Linked DNA regions of Mus musculus: all the other regions are linked to region 4. A link is a contact called in public HiChIP or PLAC-seq data. All regions are on one chromosome and are shown on one strand. The core of a region is the stretch at or near the end of the contact, and the rest is flanking DNA. Distances in the headings are between cores, read along the strand shown.

Evidence for each region. HiChIP or PLAC-seq counts read pairs in DNA pulled down with a chosen protein or histone mark.
Region 1: a contact with region 4 is called in an H3K4me3 HiChIP or PLAC-seq map of embryonic limb bud, with 6 times the contacts expected there. The contact joins the enhancer-like site here to the promoter of Hottip in region 4. A contact is called at or near these places in 17 of 39 promoter capture datasets (the 3T3-L1 cell line, 3T3-L1-derived adipocytes, the C10 cell line and 12 more), 1 of 15 datasets of contacts at CTCF or cohesin (pro-B cells), 82 of 484 Hi-C or Micro-C datasets (the 3T3-L1 cell line, the AML12 cell line, the AtT-20 cell line and 51 more), 12 of 115 datasets of contacts at active chromatin or transcription factors (bone marrow-derived dendritic cells, bone marrow-derived macrophages, embryonic basal ganglia and 8 more) and 1 of 9 other capture datasets (embryonic stem cells).
Region 2: an H3K4me3 HiChIP or PLAC-seq map of embryonic limb bud shows a contact between it and region 4, with 4 times the contacts expected there. The contact joins the enhancer-like site here to the promoter of Hottip in region 4. A contact is called at or near these places in 9 of 39 promoter capture datasets (the C10 cell line, HPC-7-derived erythroid cells, cranial neural crest and 6 more), 4 of 484 Hi-C or Micro-C datasets (the AML12 cell line, the Ba/F3 cell line, bone marrow-derived macrophages and 1 more), 9 of 115 datasets of contacts at active chromatin or transcription factors (bone marrow-derived macrophages, craniofacial prominence, embryonic basal ganglia and 5 more) and 2 of 9 other capture datasets (adipose tissue and embryonic stem cells).
Region 3: an H3K4me3 HiChIP or PLAC-seq map of embryonic limb bud shows a contact between it and region 4, with 4 times the contacts expected there. The contact joins the enhancer-like site here to the promoter of Hottip in region 4. A contact is called at or near these places in 5 of 39 promoter capture datasets (the 3T3-L1 cell line, the C10 cell line, cranial neural crest and 1 more), 1 of 15 datasets of contacts at CTCF or cohesin (large pre-B cells), 9 of 115 datasets of contacts at active chromatin or transcription factors (craniofacial prominence, embryonic basal ganglia, embryonic forebrain and 6 more) and 1 of 9 other capture datasets (embryonic stem cells).

Annotation. Positions count from the first base shown.
Region 1 is chr6:52,985,807-52,988,923 of GRCm38.p6, forward strand. The region is part of intron 1 of Jazf1 (JAZF zinc finger 1); the gene reads right to left. Among named protein-coding and RNA genes, the nearest start is that of Gm33219, 11 kb to the left of the region's middle. Within about 2 kb of position 1,800, at least 5 of the 459 cell types and tissues checked have an H3K27ac peak or open chromatin away from gene starts, as enhancers often do. A contact at or near this core is called in embryonic limb bud and regulatory T cells, where this site is marked.
Region 2 is chr6:52,777,982-52,781,423 of GRCm38.p6, forward strand. The region is part of intron 3 of Jazf1 (JAZF zinc finger 1); the gene reads right to left. Among named protein-coding and RNA genes, the nearest start is that of Gm52904, 19 kb to the right of the region's middle. Within about 2 kb of position 1,735, at least 7 of the 459 cell types and tissues checked have an H3K27ac peak or open chromatin away from gene starts, as enhancers often do. A contact at or near this core is called in embryonic limb bud, where this site is marked.
Region 3 is chr6:52,886,067-52,889,289 of GRCm38.p6, forward strand. The region is part of intron 2 of Jazf1 (JAZF zinc finger 1); the gene reads right to left. Among named protein-coding and RNA genes, the nearest start is that of Gm52903, 21 kb to the left of the region's middle. Within about 2 kb of position 1,960, at least 17 of the 459 cell types and tissues checked have an H3K27ac peak or open chromatin away from gene starts, as enhancers often do. A contact at or near this core is called in embryonic limb bud, where this site is marked.
Region 4 is chr6:52,260,960-52,264,048 of GRCm38.p6, forward strand. It overlaps Hottip (Hoxa distal transcript antisense RNA), which reads left to right and starts at 1,816. Exons shown (of 2, transcript NR_110442.1): 1 at 1,816-1,905.

The DNA of each region.
Region 1 (3,117 bases), core at 550-3,049, 720 kb after region 4:
ATGGAGAAACCAAGATATTCCATGACAAAACCAATTTTACACAATATCTTCCTACAAATCCAGCTCTACAAAGGATAATAGATGGAAAACACCAACACAAGGAGTGAAACTACATGCTAGAAAAAGCAAGAAAGTAATCTTTTAACAAACCCAAAAGAAGATAGCCACACAAACATAATTCCACCTCTAACAAGAAAATTAACAGGAAGTAACAATCACTTTTCCTTAATATCTCTTAACATCAATGGACTCAATTCCCCCCAAAGACATAGACTAACAGACTGGATATGTAAACAAGCATTTTGCCACATACAGGAAACACACCTCAGTGACAAAGACAGACACTACCTCAGAGTAAAAGGCTAGAAAACAATTTTCCAAGCAAATGGTCCCAAGAAACAAGCTGGAGTGGCCATTCTAATATCAAATAAAACCAACTTTCAACCAAAAGTTATCAAAAAAGGTAAGAGGGGACACTTCATACGGGTCAAAGGAAAAATCTACCAAGATGAACTCTCAATTCTGAACATCTATGCTCCAAATGCAAGGGCAACCACATTCATAAAGAAACTTTACTAAAGCTCAAAGCACACATTGCACCCCACACAATAATAGTGGGAGACTTCAACATCCCACTCTCAGCAATGGACAGTTCATGGAAACAGAAACTAAACAGAGACAGAGTGAAACTAACAGAAGTTATGAACCAAATGGATCTAAAAGATATTTCTAGAACATTCCATCCTAAAGCAAAAGAATATACCTTCTCAGGACCTCATGGTACCTTCTCCAAAACTGACCATATGATTGACCACAAAACAGGCCTCAACAGATATGAGAAGATTGAAATAATCCCATGCCTCCTATCAGATCACCACGGACTAAGGCTGGTCTTCAATTCCAACAAAAACAATGGAAAACACATGTACACATGGAAACTGAACAACACTCTACTCAAAGATAATTTGGTCAAGGAAGAAATAAAGAAAGAAATTAAAGGCCTTTTAGAATTTAATGAAAATGAAGACACATCATACCAAAAAATTTATGGGACACAATGAAAGCAGTGGTAAGAAGAAAACTCATAGCTCTGAGTGCCTCCAAAAAGAAACTGGAGAGAGCTTACACTCGAAGCTTGACAGCACACCTGAAAGCTCTAGAACAAAAAGACGCAAATTCACCCAAGAGGAGTAGATGGCAGGAAGTAATCAAACTCAGGGCTGAAATCAATAAAGTGGAAACAAAAAGAACTATACAAAAGAATCAACAAAATTAGGAGCTGGTTCTTTGAGAAAATCAACAAGATAGATAAATCCTTAGCCAGACTAACCAGAGGGCACAGAGACAGTATCCAAATTAATAAAATCAGAACTGAAAAGGGAGACATAACAATGAAATATATCTTAAAATAATTATTATGTTTGTTGAATATTAACAGTTGAAAATACCAAAATCATGTTCTACAAAAATAGTGGAACAAAACAAAACAAAACAAAACAAAAAAACCCTGACAGCTCAAATCTGTTCTGAAAAATCCATTTCCTTGGTAAAAGTGGCCACGAAAAGAATGTTTTAAACTTTTTTCATTTTCAGCTAATTTTTAAAAAGTAACTCTCAAATCCTACCCACACAAGAATCCTAGCTCCCTGTTCTTGCAACACAGCCTCGGGAGCTGACTGGGAATAAAGGGCTGGCTTATACTGCCCTCTGCTGGTGAAAGTGGCACATAGTTTATGAAGCTGCCAAAAAAGAAGCCGGCATTTTGAAGCATTAAATTCTAGACTAATTACTAAAAACAGGTTGTGGAAAATATTACCAAGCAGTTCCAATTACATCTGCACCACATCAGGCACACATTTCTAATGAAAAGGGCAAATGTGTGGGAAGCAATGGTGCCAAGCCACATCTGCTAACCCAATACCCACGCTTTTAAACCAACTCCGTAAAATATGCATTAAATTCACAACAACACCTTTAAACTGCCCCCTTACCCATCCAACTCCTGACATACCAACCACCTTTTCAGAAAACAAACAAATGTGGTAAAAATTCAACCTTGGCTTCTACCATTGCATTCTGGCCTCTGCCTCAATCAGCTCTGCAATAAATACTGATGCTGCCACAGTTCACACAATTTAATTTCTAAGCAAAGCTCTTTTAATTTAGAAGCTGCTAATTTGCCAGAATGTTGCTGGAAAAGTTGCCATTTGTTTAAACACATACAACATCAGCCTCCATTAAAATGATTACCGCATCATTCAACAGTCGAAAGCATTTATTAGGTGTCTTTAATTCCACAGAGCATTTTACTAAGCCCTGTATAAATGAGTTACACCAAAGCCCTGCCTGGAGCTTTTTTCCTTAAATAGATGAAGTAACACACGCTGACACAATGGAACAACAGCAGAGGTATATTAACTTAATATACTCTGTCCTGAGGGAAAAGAAATGGCAGCATTCTAAAACTGGATGTTTATGGAGGACAGGGCAAAGAGGAACCAGGCTGTCTAAGGCCTCTGAGAAAGTCAGGATTTGGGGAACTCAGTGGAGATGGGACAGGGAATGGGGAGCTAGGAACCAGGTAGACAGATACAGGTCTTGCCTGGGCCTGGAAGGTCACGTGCATGCAGGAGTATGGCCATGACATAGAGTCCCCCTGCCCACTTAGCAATGTTCTTTAACCAAGATCAGGACACTGCTTCTGCTCGGGCACACACGGCCTGGGTTCCAGACTGTCAGGCTGTGAGGCACAAGTGTTTCAGACAGAGGTGGGCAGCCAGTCCCAGTCCTGGCCATGCTGGAGGCTATGACAGAGGCCTCACATTCCCCCACAGCTTTGATACCTTCATTAACTACAGTCAGCAAACACTAAAGACCATTCCATTATATAACCCCATTATTGAATCACTAGTTTTGTCTACAAGGAAAAAAGTTGAGCCTTTTGCTGAAGGTTACCTGTCACAGTTACTAAGTGACAAGGTCAGGAATCACATGCCACTACCTACTTGGAATCCACTGGCCAATCAGCTCTGTGGACCAAGCTTTCTATCAAGTGTCAACCTTCCCATCTAGCTGAGGAGTCTACAAACACACAGATGCACAGTAATATGTCCCCCA
Region 2 (3,442 bases), core at 485-2,984, 520 kb after region 4:
GCACAAATAGACAACAATGACAGAGCCCTCTTAATACACATACAAGCTAGACTGGACACGGTGATGGGGAAAACTCTGTCCCTTGGTTTCCTGCTCTCCTAGTCTAGAAAACACAAACTGCTTCAAGCAGATTTTTAGGAGGGGCCAGACGTTGGATCTTTAGCTTACAGAGGCTACTGTGGAACTGCAGGCAGGCTACCCCAAGCCAGGAAGCAGGGAATGTCCAGAGCTCTGAGGTGCAGGTCTGGCTTCCTGGAGAGAAAACACTCGTTTCCCACCCACCTATCTCATCTGCCTTCCAGCCACACACTTCCCAACAGGCCTGACTCGTGGAATGACTACTCAGAGTGGAAGATGAATCCTTTATATTCCTAAAGATGAAAGGGGCTCTGCCCAGAGTTGAATTAAGAATCGGCTTTCCTGGTTCAGGACAGCTGGGGTGGAGAACCTCGTCAACAGTGGTCCTATTTTACTCTCTTTAATGAGGGAGGCCCAAAGCCATTTATTTTGCACTTTTGCACAATACAACCCTGAAGGACATAATTCTACAGATCATAAACAGTGTAAAATAATATGTTGACAAGTCCTAATGCATTTACAAGCCCCGTGGAATAAATAGGAATTATAGCACAACATTAATAAGAATTATATGGTAGCAATTACAGTTGTGAAATTCATCCCCCAGGTGTGAGGCTAAATTGCGCCAGGGGCCTGCCTAGGTGCTTCATTGGCTCGCTCTGCAACATCAATTATTTCAACACCAAATATTGGCACTTTTATTGGGTTTCATTTTAATAGGCATTAATAAGACTGTTTGAAGAGCAGTTGAGCCAGCAGCCAAGGACGCCATCATCTGAGGCTGAGCGTTGCAAAGGTCCAGGAAGGAGTGACTGTGTTTACTGAGTGCCCATGATGTTTCAGGTAAACCCTATGCCTCCTCTCACTCAGTCCTGGAGTGATGCTGAGGTAGAGAAGCAGCTGACCCCTGTGCAGGGTAAGATGTGTCTGCTCTATTAGCCATGGAGGGATGCCCGTTCCTTCGGCTGCATCCCGATAACCCTACAGCTTATGGGCTCCTCCTCAGGGTCCCTCTTCCTCCACATTTGCTGGGTCTTTACCACTTACTCTTTACCATTTAGCAGGCTTTTCTGTGTCTGCTAAGAACTTTTGGTGAGGGTGTGGGGTGGTAGAGGGTAAGGTGCAGAGAAAACATTTGCTTAAAATGAGGCTTTAGGATTAAAAGTGGGTTTTAGTCAACCCTGCTGTATATAACACCCGCCATCATCTAAAATAAAAGTAGAGCACGCTTGGTAATGCTTGCACCAGAGACTCCGCATCACTTGGCCACACAGCTTTCCCAGTCAGTCCCGAGCAAACCTCTAAAACCATTTGTAAGCAGGGTATTGCATAAGACATTTTGCTCTTAAACAGAGGCCACATGCTGGAGTTCTTTAAAATGCCAGTTTGAAAGCAGTAAATGTGATTTGGAAAGGTCCTTCAGCAGGATTTCAGAAAGTAAGAACAACTAATTTTCCCATCTAATTGGGCTAATTTGTTCACCTGAACATCAAGAACCACTCAGCATTTACAGCTTGGGGGAGGAGGTGGGAAACCCCTTAATGAAGCCCAGTAGAAGATAAAACTTTAAAACTAAACTGGATCAAAAGGGACCAGACCCTGAGGGGGTAGGAGCAGTGTTGCTGGAAACCACATGGGCCATAGGCAAAGCAGGCCGGCAGGGATGCCATACCGTGGGGTACAGGGCACGGTCTGAGTCAAAGGCAGTGCTAACATGAGTGGGGCACTGTGTCACAGGGCCCCAAGGGGACTGCATGAGACTTACTGCCTCCCTTGGCTGGGAGGTGATGTACAAGACAGACCTGTGTTTAGTTCTCTCCTAGAACAAAGCGCTGTCGAGCTGGCTCACATGTTGGCTTTTGTTAGCTGAGGGGTAGGGCACATGCTTTTTATTGTTCATGAAAGTGGTACAAATCTCTTTTTGCAAATATAATTTAAAGGTTAGAAGTATACTCAACAGCACCCCTGCATAGGAGGGCTGACATGTAGTAAGTACTCAAGTAAATGGATGGCAGTGTAAGAAACTCACTCATAATGTTACATATACATATTACATACACATATTGCACATACTTATTACATGCAACACTTTTAGAAAAGCCAGTTCAGAAGCTCAGTATGGTAGTTGTATGCCTTTAATCCTAGCATTCAGGAGACAGAGGCTGGCAGATCTCTGTGAGTTCAAGGCCAGCCTGGTCTACATAATGAATTCCAGGACAGTCAGAGCTACATAGTAAGAACCTGTCTCAAGACAAACAAATAAAAACAAACCACAACAAAGCCAGTTCAGGAACTAAGAAAGGGGGGAGGGAAAAGGGTGTGGGGACAGTGTGCTCAAACTCTGTTAGGCAGTGGGAATTGGGTCTGTTTGTTAGGCAGTGGGAATTGGGTCTGTTTGTTAGGCAGTGGGAATTGGGTCTGTTTGTTAGGCAGTGGGAATTGGGTCTGTTTGTTAGGCAGTGGGAATTGGGTCTGTTTGTTAGGCAGTGGGAATTGGATCTGTTTGTTAGGCAGTGGGAATTGGGTCTGTTAGGCAGTGGGAATTGGGTCTGTTTGTTAGGCAGTGAGAATTGGGTCTATTTGTTAGGCAGTGGGAACTGGGTCTGAAGAGTTGGACCTTGGTTGCGCATGCAGCATTTCCAGTTTGAGAGGTAAGCGGGGCTAGTAGAAAAAAGTGTCACACTCTGAGGGACAGCCTAGAAACTCAGGCACACTCTGTAGGAAAGCCTAGAAACTGTCACACTCTGAGGGACAGCACAGGAACTCTGTCACATTCTGTGGGACAGCCCAGAAACTCCCACAGGTGGTCTGAAAAAGTTTTTAAAGAAATTGGTTTTGTGACTCACATGAGAAAAATATTAAGGTGTTCCCCTAACACCTGTTACACACACACCTGTTCACAGCTGCCATTTGGGCAGACCCCATGTCACTGTCCACAAGCCCTGCTGTTTCTGTCACTTGTTCCCATGGGCCACAAGGGTCATCTCTACCCTTGTCCTTCCTCCTCCACTCTCTTCTCTCACTTCCCTGCACAGTCATTTATTGCTATAGAACGCCCTAGTCCTCCTTTGTAGTTCTAAATGCACTTGTGGCATCTGGATAAATAAGCTAGCCTTTCCAGAACACCCATATGCCATGTTTTAATTGCTTGGGTCATTAATATTCAAGCAGCAGTGGTAACAGCACACTCAGACCTTTCAGGTTCTGGCAGACATATCAGCCGGACGACTTTCTGCCCACCATGGGTCTACCATCAATTATCAAATCAGCGAATGCTTCACCAGTGCTGAGACAACAGTCCACAAATAAGCAAGCATCCAGAAACAGAATCTTTTGCTAGGTAGCCAGGATGGCTTTGAACTCA
Region 3 (3,223 bases), core at 710-3,209, 630 kb after region 4:
CATGCAAAGAAGTGCTGACTGGATGTCTTAGGGATGCTTTCATTGCTGTGAACAGATATCATGACTAAGATAACTCTTATAAGGGACGGCATTTAATTGGGGCTGGCTTACAGGTTCAGAGGTTCAGTCCATTATCATCATCGAGGTGATCATGGCAGCATCTAGGTAGCATGGCGCTGGAGGAGCTGAGAGTTTTACATCTTGATGGGAAGGCAGCCAGGAGAGCACTGGCTTCCAGGCAGCTAGGAGAGGTGTTTCAAAGTCCATCCCCATAGTGACACATTTCCTCCAATAAGGCCATACCTCCTAATAGTGCCAATCCCTGGGCAAAGCATATTCAAACCTCCTCACTACCCTATCAAACAATGATTAATCCCTATTGTGGGTTTATTAGTGGTAACGGGCACAAAAACATTCTAACAATCAATGGTTAAAGAGGTAGGCTAACATTACATATTCACGTCTTAGAATGTAACTTAAAATGTAGTAGATTTATATATATTGATCTAGAAGGATATTAAAGAAAAACAAAAGAGAATTGTTCAGGTGTGTGATTGATGTATCTTCCCTCCATTAGGCACATTTCAGGCACTTCCCTGGAATATCTTGCCTACAAACATATCTGCATGTAGGGAGAATATGGATAAAATAGAATCACCCCCCATGGTATTGGCATTTATTTACTTGGTGTGGTAAGTTTTGTAGACGACTGGGAGAAAAGCTATCCTCAAATATATTGTATACATTTAAATTTTTTACATTATTTAGTAGCCATAGTAAATGATATCAATGCTATAATTTTGGAAAATAAATTTGACCAATGACATAAATAATTTCTGGAGGGGCACCCTTCATAAAATAGCTTTTACTGTATCTGGATGAGCAGGATTATCAAGGCCAGAGTGGAGTGAGAAAGTACCCAAGCAGAGGGCTAGACATGGACAGCTTCTATGTATGGGGCTGACAGACAGGTCCTTTGAGATCTCTTCTAATGGAAACTGTAGGTACTACTGAGAATGGCAGAAGGGAGGGAGCTTGGGAAATTCCTAGTCACCTGAAAACAGAGGGTGCTAAGCAGGGGGTGGCAGGCAATGGTAAGATGAGCAGATGGAGTGGATACAGATGCTACACAAGAGAAGCTCAAGCTCTGGACTCTAGCTGCATATGTATCAAAAGATGGCCTAGTAAGCCATCACTGGAAAGAGAGGCCCATTGGACTTGCAAACTTTATATGTCCCAGTACAGGGGAGCGCCAGGGCCAAAACGTGGGAGTGGGTGGGTAGGGGAGGGGGGGAGGGTATGGGGGACTTTTGGGATAGCATTGGAAATGTAAATGAGGAAAATACCTAATTTAAAAAAAAAAAAGAAAAGAAAAAAATCCAATCTCAAAAAAAAAAAAAATTAAAACAAGAAAAAAAAGCTACACAGTTTAGAACTGGACTCAAAGATATGCAAGATTACTCAGAAATACTGATGAGTAAACAGGAGACTCAAAGTAAACTGGCTGGAAGCAAGGCCAGTGTGAGTGTGAGCAAGCCGCTGAGAGCACTGCTGGCCAGGAATGAGCTGCCATCTCTGCAGGCTAGAGACCCATCCTGCCGTGTGCACCATCTGCCCACTCCTGCAGACTCTGCTTCCCTACAGTGTGTTTTCTGCAAGCAATGTAACCAAATTTTGTTGCAGCAAGCCAAAACACAAGAGGGCTCTCTTTTCAGCTTCCCACTGTCCCACAAGAATATATGGTCCCTGCAGAGCACCGTGAGCAGGCCAGGCTGGGAGAGAGGCATTATGGGGGAAATCTGGCAAGGGGCCACCTCAGCTTTGTTTCAATGGATGTCCATAAAACATGGGCTAAGAAAATGGTAGCTCAATGTCTGGCATTTGAAACCTAACAGCATGTAACATGTTTATGGCATGCATTAGGCTACAACCTCAGTCTGGGGCTGGGGCACTAGCAGAGACTTCAGATCTGGTAGACAAAGGAGGGGCTAGGAAAGCGTAGCTTGTACTGCAATAAATATGACTGCTCTTAGAAGACCATAAACAGGTGCTCCTATGAAAAAAGAAATCTGTGCACTTAGATTCAAAAGTCAAATGCTTCAGTCTTGTTTGTATAAATAAGAGAAGTCTAGTGCAAGCATCCCTAACTATAGTGTGTTCTACAAGGCAATGACTAATTATGATTTGGTAAAAATTTAGTCCAAGTGAAAAAGCAAGAGAGAAGGGTGGGAGGATTAGGTGAGGTGTTGGAGTGAGGAGAAAAGTGGCAATGGAAGAAGCTTCCACTAACAGTTTATATTCCGTAGAAGGAGAAATCAAAACAAAGGATCCAGACTCATTCTATTTTTATTCAAAACAAGCTCTTGGTGTATTTTCCCCCCAAATCCTTGAACACATGGTGCTGCTGCTTTCAAGTCCACCTCTCATCCATGCAACATTTAAACCTTCCAGGCAGGGCCTCCACTGAGTCTGCCTCTCTTACCTATGAGAAAATCCTGGTCACATCTGGTGACCTCTGACTGCACAATGCATGTTGTGATGCTGGTCACATCTGGTGACCTCTGACTGCACAATGCATGTTGTGATGCTGGTCACATCTGGTGACCTCTGACTGCACAATGCATGTTGTGATGCTGAACACTGCCGTGAAGACTGCTGGGGTTTGTCTTAGCAGCTAGTTCAGTTTTTGGCCAATCATATTGAACTCATACAGATTTTATATTTGATCAGGTGAAGTTTGTAGAAACACCAACTATATCCAAAGACCATCTAACTTACTCTGCCTCCTCTGAGGTTCTTAGGGGATCTTGGCTTCAAGCACAATTGCTCAAAGAATAAAGTATTTATTTCTAAGCTGAGCCCTTTCTGAGACCAGAACCATGAGTATGGAGAATTAACATACCGATCAGGCTGGGATATAAGGTGGTCTTTCTTCTATTTCCACCTATGTAGGAGCTGCTTACCCTCATCATGCGCAGTGTATTCAGCCTGGCCTGGTGGAGGACCCTGTGGTGGTTTAAATGAGATGCCCTGCATAGATTCAGATATTTGATTCCTTGGTTAGTGACACTTTTCAGGTAGAATTAGAAGGTGTGGCCTTGCTGAAGGAGGTGTCACTGGTGGCAAGCTATGAGGTTTCAAAGCCACCTGCCATTCTGATTTCTCTCTCTCTGCTTTGAGTTTTCAGCTGCTCCAGCTGCTCCAGCTGCTCCAGCTGCCGCTT
Region 4 (3,089 bases), core at 566-3,065:
CGGCTCGGCTCCGCGCTGGGCCCGCCGTCCCCGCCGCCGCCCGCGCGGTCCTCTGCGCCAGCTCTAGCTCCCGCCGCGCGGCCGCGCAGCAGTCACCCACGGAGGAGGCGGGGGTGGGTGGGGGGGAGAAACTAGGGCGGGTGGGGCTGGGAACACAGGGACCCCGATCCCTTCCCGGGTTTCGCGCGGAGGTTGGGAGGGGCAGTGAGCGGCTGCGGTTGGGGTGCGACCTGAGGTCGTGGGGACAAGTCAGGTAAATTCTCCAGTGGCCAGGAATGAGGGTTTGCCTTGGCCTTGGACTGGCCCAGGATGTCCTGGCATGTTTTAGGGACCTCTGGGGCTGTTTTCTTTCCAGGGATGGATACATCTTTCTGCAGCTAGACCCTCCCAAGGATGTGGGAGCTTTCGCCTGGCCGAGATTGCACTCCCCACCCCCCCCTGGGGAACAAGGGCGTTTGTTTCCTGTTGGTTCCAGGAGAAGTCTGGAGCAAGGGTCCCAGGACATTTCTCTGGGAAGTTTGGGCTGCATTTGGGAGCTCCCTTCCCTGTTCTCAGGCTCTAGAGGACAATTTCAATTAGGCCTAAGGACTCAGAAGATCAGAACAACTAATTGTATCTCCTACACTCATCACACACGCGAGCGCAAATATTCGCGCGCGCGCACACACACACACACACACACACACACACACACACACACACACAGAGAGAGAGAGAGAGAGAGAGAGAGAGAGAGAGAGAGAGAGAGAGAGAGAGAGAGAGATGCATACTGCCACATTGTCCAACTTGTATATACAGCTCGCTATTCATTCCGATGCAGCAGCTATTCTCTCTGGTCCGCAGAGGATTTCAGATGAAGAAAGCACCATTCACTCACACTCCTGTCTCAGGAGTCCGGCTGCCTTTTCCTGAAGGGGTTTAAGAGGAACAGGCCCCAGCTGGGCTGCTGGCTGGAACTCCAGCCACGGTTCTGGGACTTCCTACAAGTCACTCCATAGATCCTGAGTTGGACACTTCAGACACCTGGCAATCCACTGTTGCATTCCGTTTTGGGGAAAGAGAAAAAGGCTCTTTGGGATCCTTTCATGGTTTTTCTCCTAATAGGGGCTCAGCCTGTAGTGGGTTCAAGGTGCCGGGGTTCAGCTGATGAGTTCCTCTGTACCTTGAGCTTGGTGGGGTGTTTGTATTGGGAGAGCAACGTTTGGATGCAGTGTTTTGATAAAGGATTCTGGGGACCCTGCCTCCTTAGGACTACATGCATTTCTGGTTGTGCAAGTGTGAACTGGTCAGACATCCAGAGGGGAACAAATGGTCAAAGTGAAAGTGGTGCGTTCTGGAAAATATAGACTGGGAAGAGTTCTGTACTATCTTTGCTCAAATGCTCTGGTAGGCAGCCAGGCTTGGACCTGTTCTCTAGTCCTAGCTTGTAGACTTAGCCCTAAGCTAGAGCATCAGACATACCACCCAATTCATCTGCTGCTCTGTAAGCCCCCTGGGCTTCTGGTAAGATTGGGACCAGTAAGGCGAGGCTCAGGCTTTTATCTGCCCGGATCCTGGGTTTGTTCTGACTAATGTTAAGTGTCGCCCAATAAAACCTTCCCTGATCCCCACACCCAATTCTCCCCCACACCCAGGGAGTCCTTTCTCTCCTGACTTTAGCGGTCCTGGGTAAATATTGATTTGCCCCGAGTTTACCTTCTTACTGCCTGACCATTTGCAGACTAAAGAACCAACCTCTGTGAAGACTTGATTTCTGTGTTACTTTGGAGCCCTTTTCATCCGTCCCCCCACTCCTTCCTCCCTCTAAGTGGCATTGTAAAACTCAACAGTGACAAAGAGACGAAGTACGGTTCCAGGCTCCAATTCTCGGAGACTCTCGGAGACTCGAGGGCAGTTTACATACAGGTCAGACACGCTGGAGGCCAAGGTCAAGTTGAAAGTTGCTGTCTAGTCAGCGTGAGAAACTACAATGAAAGCCCAGAGACAGAGCCGACTGCCCACCTCCCCTCGCTCTCAATTCCCCCATCCTTTGCTATCTGGCTTCTGGCTCTGTTTGGTTTCTCAGCATCTTTTTTTTTTCCCTCTCTCTTTGTAGAGTTTTGGGGGCGGTGTTTACAGGCTGGACTGGTTCTTTTCTGTCGGCCGCCCTGCTCTTAGCTGGGTTTCTGAACCTCCGAAGTTTTCCAGCTAGGTTCGGAAAAAACGAAAACACAGCTCAGGAAGGCTCCACCAGCCGATGCCTATGCCAGTTCACCTCTGGCAGTGGCTGTACTGCTGGTCCACACAGCAGCCAAGACCAGCTCCACGTTCTTTCCTCCCCCTCAGTTCACTGGAGCCGGGAGCCCTGCACTCAGGGGAAGGGCCTCAGCTCTACAGACTGCCAAAGTCGGCTGGGTCCCTCCGGCTCCAAAAATGGTGAGAAAGGAACTCATCTTTTTCCACAGAGGAATCAGAAGCAGGTTTGTCTGGGAAGAACGAAGCAGCGGGGAGGCTTTGGGCTGCATCTTTGAATTCAGTGGGCTTTGCTTCCTACACGTGGTATCCCTGTCGTGGAAGGACTTGGAATGTGAATTACTGAAGTTTATATTTTCTTATCAATTTAAAAGAGAGAGAGAGAAAACCCAAGACAGAATTATTTAGAGAAAGTAGCATCCTTGTTCTCCCCCTGTCTTAAATCTCATACATTGATGTGGATTTTCTACTAGGCTTGTATCAAGGGCATAGGAGCATATCTAGCTCCTTCTCCCTTTCCTGGGTTGCTTCTTCACTGTTTTAAAGTATCTGCATGTCCTGCTAGTAATTGAGCTGTAGGCATCATTGGAAATTGTTTCTCATATTAGAATGAACTCTGGGAATAATTTGGGGTAAGACTTTCTAGAAATTCTACTCACTGTAAAACAGCAATTCCTCAGACTTTCAGAGGGAGAGAAGAGATTCATTAATGGTTTCTTATACAATGCTCCAGACTATACCAGACCAGCTTGGTGTGGGAAAAGAACGGCTGGAGGATGAAGCCTGACTCTTAAAGAGCCAGCAGTCTCATCCAGTGTTCTTCCTCATTTACCAAAGGCACAGGGAAAATTTGTGTG